2 separate regions of the Danio rerio genome follow, and region 1 is linked to region 2. Evidence: chromatin contacts called from public Hi-C data. All regions are on one chromosome and are shown on one strand. The core of a region is the stretch at or near the end of the contact, and the rest is flanking DNA. Distances in the headings are between cores, read along the strand shown.

What was found. Hi-C and Micro-C count contacts between places; a contact is called where the count stands out from the background.
Region 1: a Hi-C map of an unstated tissue shows a contact between it and region 2, with 2.5 times the contacts expected there. The contact joins two enhancer-like sites. A contact is called at or near these places in 1 of 18 Hi-C or Micro-C datasets (an unstated tissue) and 2 of 4 datasets of contacts at active chromatin or transcription factors (caudal fin and embryo).

What each region holds. Positions count from the first base shown.
Region 1 is chr10:4,466,981-4,472,259 of GRCz12tu, forward strand. The region is part of intron 9 of ttc28 (tetratricopeptide repeat domain 28); the gene reads left to right. Among named protein-coding and RNA genes, the nearest start is that of pitpnb, 50 kb to the right of the region's middle. Within about 2 kb of position 2,076, at least 21 of the 62 cell types and tissues checked have an H3K27ac peak or open chromatin away from gene starts, as enhancers often do.
Region 2 is chr10:4,212,588-4,218,070 of GRCz12tu, forward strand. The region is part of intron 2 of ttc28 (tetratricopeptide repeat domain 28); the gene reads left to right. Among named protein-coding and RNA genes, the nearest start is that of ttc28, 200 kb to the left of the region's middle. Within about 2 kb of position 1,379, at least 10 of the 62 cell types and tissues checked have an H3K27ac peak or open chromatin away from gene starts, as enhancers often do.

The DNA of each region.
Region 1 (5,279 bases), core at 826-3,325, 260 kb after region 2:
TAGTGATGAATTTCTTTGAGCAAATGTAGATCGTTTAATAAAAGGTTTACCTCTGATATGAATTAGACATTGGTGTTTGTTTTCTTCTGAAGCGTTTTAGGAGTACTCCACGGACTCAACTTTTCAGTCAATAAAGAGAAAGCCTGAGGTGTTTTGAACCTCTGAGATTACACCCGCAGCTCAACGTGACAGATTTTATTTGATCATTGTTATGATTTCTTCAGGTCATCCTCTCAGACGCTGAAAGTGATTCCAGTGGTCTCTGTAATCGTCTGCTCGGATCACATTTCATCATGGCCGTCTGGGGAGGAAGACTCTAGATTGTTCTTCTCCTTCTGTAAATTACAGAGCGATTCTCGCGTCTGGTTTTTGGGAGGCTGATCGCATATGTGCCGAACGTCTACAGGGAGACGGAAGATTAGAGGATAATGTGTTTATATCATCATACAGCCAGTCTTGTCAATTAGGCAGCTGTGCCGTCGGGGGAGGGGATCGTCCACAGTACAGTCTGAAAGACTGAGAAACAAGTCAGTCTCAAATCTCACCCGCCTCTGGCAGCAGCTGTCAATCAAACTGCCGAGCATATCGCTCAGCTGTGTTCTGATGATGCCACTTTAAAATATTCATTCGAGTGCACTAGATGGTCTCGCAAGGAAACATTACTCGAACAATTTTTTTTCAGGGCACCACTAAAATGTTGTTTTGTTTTTCTGTTTTCTTTTGAAACATATGCATTACTAAGTATAAATACACTCAATGGCCACTTTATTAGGTACACCTTAGTAGTATCGAGTTGGACCCCCTTTCGCCTTCAGAACTGCCTTAATCCTTCGTGGCAGAGATTCAACAAGGTACTGGAAATATTCCTCAGAGATTTTGCTCCACATGATAGCATCACGCAGTTGCTGCAGATTTGTCGGCTGCACATCCATGATTCAAATCTCCCGTTCCACCACATCCCAAAGGTGCTCTATTGGGTTGAGATCTGGTGACTGTGGAGGCCATTTGAGTACAGGGAAATCAATGTCATGTTCAAGAAACCAGTCTGAGATGATTGGTGCTTTATAACATGGTGCATTATCCTGCTGGATGTAGCCATCAGGAAGATGGTCATAACGGGATGGACATGGTCAGCAACAATACTCAGGTTGGCTGTGGCGTTGACCATGCTCAATTAGTACTAATGGGCCCAAAGTGTGCTAGGAAAATATCTCCCAAACCATTACACCACCACCAGCAGCCTGAACTGTTGATACAAAGCAGGATGGATCCATATTTTAATGTTGTTGAGGCCAAATTCTGACCCAAACATCCGAATGTCGCGGCAGAAATCGAGACTCACCAGATCAGGCAACGCTTTTCCAAACTTCAATTGTCCAGTTTTTGTGAGCCTGTGCGAATTATAGCATGTTGTAACGAGTGGTTATTTGAGTTTCTGTTGCCAGACTGGCCATTCTCCTCTGACCTCTGGCATCAACAAGGCATTTGCGCCCACTGGATATTTTCTTTTTTTTTTTTTTTTGATCATTCTCTGTTAACCCTAGAGATGGTTGCGCGTGAAATCCCAGTAGATCAGCAGTTTCTGAAATACTCAGACCAGCCCGTCTGACACCAACAACCATGCCAGGTTCAAAGTCACTTGAATCAACTTTCTTCCCCATTCTGATACTCGGTTTGAACTTCAGCAGATCGTCTTGACCATGTCTACATGCCTAAATGTATTGAGCTGCTGCCATGTAATTGCGGCTGATTAGAAAATTTGCATTAAAGAGCAGTTGGCCAGGTGTACCTAATAAAGTGGCCATGAGTGTAAAAAAAATCGCAATGCGCACTAGCAGAGCGAACACTGTACATTTTGAATTCACAAAGTTTTACGTGTTTTAACCTGCAAAAGAAATATGACACTTCAGTTTATCGGGCGCACACTGAATGTGTCGGCCAAGCGTTTTGTGTCTGCGTCTGCAGGCGACTGAGTGGAGAAAATACAAAGAAACTTGAGTCAGCTGATAGTACAGCCTGTGAGTGTAGTAATAGTAGCTTTTCATGGCCTTCCTCCCTGGTGACTCAGTTTGGTGTGTGCGTGTGTGATTGTGTGTGTGTCATGTATAGATGGTTTGGGAGAGCTGCAGATTGCTGATGGAGAGAGAGAGAGAGTGTGTGTGTGTGTGTGTGTGTGTGTGTGTGTGTGTGTGTGTGTGTGTGTGTGTGTGTGCTGATGCATTCCATTCTTAATTGATTGCAGGCTGGCCGTGCTGTATGCTGATGAAGGGCTCTCTGCAGCCGAGCCCCTGAGAAACGCTGCATTCCATGCACAAAACACGCACATAAGCACACACACACGTGTCTGGACATACACACACGTCTTGAAAACACATAAATGCTTAGGAGATCCAACATCAGCCAGCGCTAGGGGTGCTAAACTACAAGCTGCTAGTATTTTTGAAATGGGCCAGCCTGACATCTGCACTATAAAACAATTATGAATATATAACGTGTGTGTGTGCGTGTGTGTGTGTTTTTATGTATGCTAACACCAGTTTTCTGTGCATACATTTCAGATATACTGTAAAAATGTTGGGTTCCGCACAAGTACTTTGTGTTGTCCCAGTATAAATTGATTAGGTTTACTTTTGTTTTTTGAAAAATTTAAGTAGATTGGACATAAAAGAGTTAAGTTGTCCCAAAAAACACAAAAGATTAGTTTTTTCAACTCATTTTAAATAAGTAGTTTGAACAAGCAAGTCAGTTTTTGAGTGGATAAAGAGTTTAAACTGACAAAGTTTTAAAATGCATGATAATTTTTCATGATGAAATGATGAGCCATAAAGATGTTTTGTGATCCGCTGTGTAAAACATATGCTGGATAAGTTGGCAGTTCATTCCACTGTGGCGGCCCAGATTAATAAAGGGACTAAGCCGAAAAGAACCGAATGAATGAATAATAAATGTTTTGAATAATTATTTTATTACTATTTTTTGGAACTATATCACTAATGTCCTTGTTAAATATTCTAGACATTAAATCAAATTATCATTCAATGTTATTACTAATAACTCCCTGATAAACACGTCCCTCCCTTGGCAAACTCTAAGATCTCATAGGGGAATTAAATTAAATTAAATTAAATTAAATTAAATTAAATTAAATTAAATTAAATTAAATTAAATTAAATTAAATTAAATTAAATTAAATTAATAAGTTATTAATTTTCTTTTGGGTTAGCTCCTTTATTCATCAGAGGTTGCGACAGCGGAATGAACCACCAACTTATCTAGCAATTTTTTTACACGGGGGATGCCCTTCCAGCTGCAACCCAGAACTGGGAAATATCCATACAATATACAATATGGCCAATTTAACTTATTCAATTCCCCTATAGCGCATGTGTTTGGACTGTGGGAGAAACTGGAGCACCCGGAGGAAACCCACGCCAACACGGGGAGAACATGCAAACTCTGCATAGATATGCCAGCTGACCCAGCCGGGATTTGAACCAGCGACCTTCTTGCTGTGAGGCGACAGTGCTAACCACAGAGCCACTGTGTCGCATAAAATACAAAAGAAAAAAAAAATAAATGTAAATAAAATAAAATAAAACAAAGTAAAATAAAGTAAAATAAATGTAAATAAAATAAAGTAAAATAAAATCAAGTAAAATGTAAATAAAGTAAAGTAAAATAAAATAAAAAAATGTAAATAAAATAAAGTAAAATAAAATAAAGTAAAATGAGGAATTAAAAGAAATAAGGAAAAAAGAAATCAAGGCAACAAAATAAAATGCAGAATTATATTAAATAAAAAATTAATATTTTTAAATGCTCAATATCAGGAGAGTTAATTGGAAGAAAGCTGGAAACCTGTAACCATTGACTTCCAAAGTATTTGTTTTTTCTACTATGGTAGTCAATGCTTACAGTTTTCTAGTTTTCTTCAAAATATCTTTTATATATGTGTGTGTTATATCTATGTGTGTGTGTGTTTGTGTGTTTAACAGAACAAAAAATCTTAACTCTTTCTGTTTTGGGTGACCTGTCTCTTTAAATGCGTTCAAACACACCTTTTTAAGCCATTTATCAAAATAAGAAGGTGATGTGTCCTTCAACTTTAAGAGTTTGAGACATCTTGATTAGAAACAATGAAGTTATACAGTTTTTGAAAGATTAATCAGTTTTTTTTTTTTATTTAAGCTGAATTAAACTTTAAAAAACACCTGTAAATTAGCAGCTTCTGTATTTTGTGATTCAAGTTTTTGCTTTTTTAATAGTTTAAAGTGATATATATCATCTAGGTTGGTGTTGTATATTACTCTACAAGGACTTTGTAATAAACTGCAAGTACATTTTCTGTTATATTACAGACTTATATTCCTCTCTACATTATTTTTATACATTATATAATTTCAAGCTACTCAAATGTCAAAAAAAGTCACTTTCTTAAACTGTAAAGTTGAATTTTCGACATCAAAAGTGGATAGAGCAGAGATCAAGCTCCCATAATGCAAATCACAACCATTAATAAACGGAAAACACATGTGAATCACAAAAATACGAAAACTGTTTGTTAACAGATATTTTTACAGTGTACGGTAGACACATTCTCGAGACCCCCTGAGACACGTCTTGTAGGCACCATAGGTCTCCTTTTAGTAGTGCTGCTACTTTTGTTTTCTTCTCAACATGGATGTCAATGCTGCACACTGGTTTTCTCCCTCACGCACACGAGCTGACAGCGTCTGCAAGTCTGTCAGACGTGCGCTGGCACAGTCACAGACTGACGCACGCTGGCTCTGTCTTTCCCTCCGTCGCTGTGAACGAGAGGTTATCATTAGCCAGAAATACCACGTCAGTCATCCCACACACAAACTCACCCAAAACACTTTCGACCGCCGAGCAAGAGCACGACAGGACAATTTAAAGGACTTTCAGACTTACTCTACAAAACGTACTACTTATTTAAAATGAGTGGAATCAACATAATTCTTGAAGTTTTTTTGGGGGGACAACTTAATTGTTTTATGTTTAATCAACTTAAAATTGTGATTACTTTTTAAGTTAACTTGATCGACTTGTGTTGAAAGAATTGTGTAGAGTCCATCGTAATTTTACAGTGTTCATACCTCACATTTTTTAGACTTTCCTATTTGTGAGGTGTGTGTGTTTATTTTTTGGTCATATATATATATATATATATACATATACACACACACACATTTATACACACACACACACACACACACACATATATATATATACACTTACACATATACACACACACACAA
Region 2 (5,483 bases), core at 129-2,628:
TATATATATATATATATATATATATATATATATATATATATATATATATATATATATATATATATATATATATAGTTGGAGTCAGAATTATTAGCCCCCTTTGAATTTTTTTTTTATATTTCCCAAATTATGTTTAACAGAGCAATTAAATTTTCACAGTATGTCTGATAATTTCACAGTATGTCTAAGTTGCTTTATTTCAGCTAGAATAAAAGCAGTTATTATTTTTTAAACATTATTTTTTTTATAAAGATATACATGATTTATATCTCTTATTTCTCAAATAGATGTTGTTTTTTGAACTTAACTCTTTTGCGTTGATCAAATGCTATGTTCAGCATCACATAAGCCAATCAGAATGATTTTGTGGAAGTTCTTGTGACACTTCAAAAAGGAGTAATAAAGCTGAAAATTTTAAATATTTGAATATTTTTAAAATAAATTCACACAGAAAACAGTTTTTTAAAATTATTTTATTATTAAATAACATTAAATAACATTACAGTTTTTTAATCAAATAACTGCAGCCATTGTGATTATAAAGGACAAAATAAGATGTTTTGTAGAATGCTGAAAACCTGTAACCATTTACTATACTGAAGCTTTCTTCCAAGTATATTCCTTCTTATTTCATAGAAGAACTATGCTCATAGAGGTTTGGAACTACTTGAGGTAGAGTAGAAAGTGGGGAAATTTACATATTTGGGTGAACTATCCCTTTAACAAACCCAAACCAAAAAGTATGATATATTTTTCAACAACATTCATGATGTTTATCTATTTAAATGTTATATTTACCTCAGTATGATTTTAGTCAAGAAACCAGATGAATAATTCATGTCTGTAGAGCATGCTAAAATGTAGCATTTAGCAATTTAGCATAGCACTTGAGGTATTTGGACATCTTTTCTATCTCAATGCCATCTTTAAATGCTAGGTTTGTCGCTCTCGATACCTTGTTAAAAATAGGTTGCAGATTGATTCCTTACTTGTTTAAATCCACACTCATAAAACTTCCCATCCCACCTTTAATCTTTCCTCATGATCCTGCTTCTGTCGGATCTCCTATTATTGTTGTGTGTCCTGCATGGCTTGAAGATGTTTATCTGCACATGTAATGCTAATTGCTAACTCATGCTAATACTCTTTTACTTACAAAACTAGGCCTCTTGTGTAGTCCCTGAAGATGAATCCCATATTTGGCTTGCCGCAGAGATCAATAAACACGCTCCGAGTTTGCCAGAGACCTCTTGGGCGCCTCTGCTCTGGATTGGATTACACTAATATGTTCAAAAGCACTTTATATTTTCCCAGTGCCACTGTCGGAGCGTGCCGATAAAGCTCATGGAGGGGAAGACTTTGTTTACCGCGGATTACAAGGATTATGGCGCTCTTGCTTGCTCTCGCGGTATCACTACCTCAGCAGATTAAATGTGCCATCCATTACTCACTCAGAATGAGTCGGTGAGCGGCCGCGGCCCGGCGGTTATCTATTACCGAGGACAGATGTACAGGGTGCTTATTCTTAGTGTCAGGACGGCTGATTCAGGTCTACGGAGGCCGGCGGGCCCAACCCCGCGAGTGCTAATTCTCTCTTACACACACTCTTTTAATCATTTAAGCGTGAATAATTTGGAGATGATGAAAGTTGTTGAAAGGCAAGAACCTGGGTGAAGTTTTTCAGCTTTTTTTCTGGGGCATTCTCTATGAAAGGAGCACAGAGCAAAGAGCTCATGCTTGACACTCTTGAAATGGGTTTTATTTTTAGGCAGCTTTGTTTCGTTCCATTTTTATAAGCGCTTTCTGAGAAATGAGGCAGTCGTTTGAACTATGTCGCTCGATTTTTTTGAACCAAATAGATGTTTGGATTATTTATCTCATGATTTGGGAATGTTCAGATTTGTTTGTTTTTTTAAACAAAAAACAAAAGTTGTCTGAAGTCTGTCAATGCTAGCATGATATGACAAGACCACATAGAAATCTAATGTATGCCAATTATATTTATATGACCTACAAGTTCATTTTGGATTTTACTTATGGATGTATTTGCAGCAAAGTTATAGTTTTTGCAACCTTTAGAATTCATATATATATATATATATATATATATATATATATATATATATATATATATATATATCCAGAAAATTAATTCATTCATATATATATATATATATATATATATATATATATATATATATATATATATATATATATATATATATATATATATATATATATATATATATATATCCAGAAAACTCTTATTCATATATATATTTATATATCCAGAAAATTCTCATTAATATATATATATATGATTGAAATAAAACTATATATACCACCAAAATAACTTTTTTGCAATATTTGGACATATATGTTGCATATATAAAAAAATATTTTATATGTGTATTTGTATGTCATAAATGTCGTGTCAGATTTTTATATAGGCAAGCAGTTGCATTGATTGCTTGTATTTTGTTTTTCTAAAATTATTTATTGTAAATTTATGTTTAATCACAGTTTTTGTCAGCGCAATAATCACACTGAAAATGTTATTAGTATGAAAAATAGATAAATAAGTAAATATATATATATATATAGGTCAGCGTAATGGTCAATATGGCAAGTAAGGCTCCGCCTCCTAGGACAGGAGCCAATCGTTGATTGCTATAGGCTAATGATTCTCAGACCAGGCATGAGGTTCTGCAGTTTATGTGACACGAAAGTTTAGCAGTGGCACGAACGTTTAGCAATGAAACTATAGAGACAGAAGTTGTTACATTTTATTTGGCGATTCCTACTATTAAATTCTATCGTAAGCTTGGCAAGCAATTTTTGAGAGTTTGATGCTTCCCTATTCAAACAGAATGACCGATCAGACTGGCTGAGAGGCATTTTAAAGATAGTCACCGAGTGACATTACCTGCCTTAAAGGGACTTTAGCCTAATATCAGATGGACAGAAAGTGATTATTTTTTATGAACTGTAAAATATTGGTCTCTGTGATGCAGACTGTTGCGTACATCATGAACTCATCAGAAATTCACTTTAATGTGTGATAAGACTAAAAGTGGTCATGAACGACCATTTTTTCAATTCCAAGTGGTAATTTTATACGTGCCGAATTAACAAGCGGATATTATAATAACAACAGTATTATTTAACAGTGTTCCAGGATTCAGATTTCTGAAAAAGGATGGGATTCGGATTTAATTAGTGTGGAATAAACCATTTTGTTTAAAGAGACAGTAGAAACTATATTTTAAGCTAATTTACGAATCGTAACAAATTTCTCCAACTCTTATTTTTGAATACTAAACACAAGCCTTGTTGAAGCCTGCAGGAACAGCTACAGTAAATATAGTTCACACATTCCTACAGAGATGGACCCTTCTTTCCTTTCGTGGTTTAATAAACGATACTCCAGTCCGATGTGATTTAACGGCAGATTCACTGAAGTGGGCTTAACCCTTATCGGAGGCGATACTCTTTCGCTAACCTCATTTAGCAGCTCTTAACCTCGCGGGAGCGGCAAAACCTTATCTCCATTTGATTCCTGCGTTATTTATTAGATCTCTGCAGGGGAGGCTATCGTTCTCGCGCCATTATATCCATCACCGGAGCCGTTTGTGTCCCGAGGCATCCAAACACAAGCCAATTCCGGATGACAAACACACTATCGCCCTGCCGCACCTGTTTGGCGGGCATGTGGCCCCATTCACCCTGATTTTGGATTTTGACTGAGTGGATCCCAGGTGTGCTTAAGGTAACCAGAGAGTGCGAGGATCTTGATGAGGAAGGGGTTTTTGAAGAGCCCCCCGCGATGAGAGAGGAGAGACAGGTGGATGATTAACCGTCAGAGCCGAACATGCCTGCTGTGTTTATGATTTGCCAGCGTATTTACAGGCTTTTATAATGGGTGAAAACGTTTGGCGGTAGGGCATTGTGATTTTGTATTTCTGCGATAAATATTGCGATGTGAATACAATTTCACCAGATGGCCTTCTTTGGAAAGAATTCGTCATTTTAGATTGATTGGGGTGATTTTGTAGATTAATAATACACAGCTGAAGTAAAAATTATTCGCCCTGATTCTTTTTTTTCTTTGAAAATATTATCAAATGATATTTAGCAGAGCAAAGCGTTTTTCACAGTATTTCCTATAATATTTTATCTTCTGGAGAAAGTCTTATTTGCTTTATTTTGGCTAAAATAAAAGCAGTTTTAATTTTTTTTAAAATCATTTTAAGGTCAATATTATTAGCCTCCTGAACCAATAAACTCTGCGAACCCGGTACTGGGTTTGTGACGTCATCGACTTTCGCTTTAAGATTTAAAGGGCTAGCATTGCACCAGACCCCTTTACGTGGTTTCGTTTTAAAGTGTAGAATCTATATTTTATGCACATATGCATCACTTTGGTTTTTATTCTACTGTACAAAAGTTATTTGCACTTAAATACACAGTATTTTGGATCCCTGAGCTGGGTATTTTACATTGGTTCGTTTTCATATTTTTCTTATGACACATGTACAAGTTATAGCTCAAATGAAAGCTCTTGAAAGTGCTCATACGGCTCTAGCATTATTTTTACTGAATTATATTCACATATCAAACAGTTGCCGAATGAATTGTGGTGTTTCCATGGCGCAGAAGTGAAAACAATACATTCATGATCAATAAGCAGCCCCAGATAGCACAGACAGCTGTCATCTCTCACCTTATGCTGTGCGCTTCAGAGCCATTTCTCCTCTGTTGTTGAGGTGATGTGCATGAGTAATCCTTTTATATGTCTGACGTGCTCCAAACACAGTGAATTATGTTTAATCAAACACAAGAATAGTGAAATATGTAAACAATGATCGGTCCCTGTGGCTTGTACAGCACCTCTCATCAGTTGGAATACAATAACTTTTGCATAGATTATGGTGGAGACATTTTTCTTTTTTCCTATGATTACAGACATGTGCAGGAACCGCCAAAATTAATTACAGCACGCTAAACCACACAGAACCTAAAAGGCACACTTTCAAATCTGAGTTTATACAAAAAAAATACAAAAAGCGCCTCTTTTTTAGGTGTTTATTATAACACAAACAACATATACAGCAATTTCAAACACTTTCAATACTGTTTCATGAAAATTCAAAGGGTTTTCTTTAAAATGATACCAAATTTTTGCATTTACACCTCTGTATGTGGATTTGGGAAGCTTTTAAATTTGGGTAGGCAAAATCCAAGCGGAAATCCCAAAATAACAGCAGAGTTTAACTGGTAAGCAATATTTTTTCAATTGGCTACTGAACAAACCATAATTATACAATGGCTTGCCTAATTAACCTACTTAACCTAGTTAAGCCTTTAAATGTCACTTTAAGCTGAATACTAGTATCTTGAAATATGTCTAGTCAAATATTATTTACAAAGAGACAATAAATCAGTTATTAGAGATGAGTTATTAAAACTATTGTGTTTAGAAA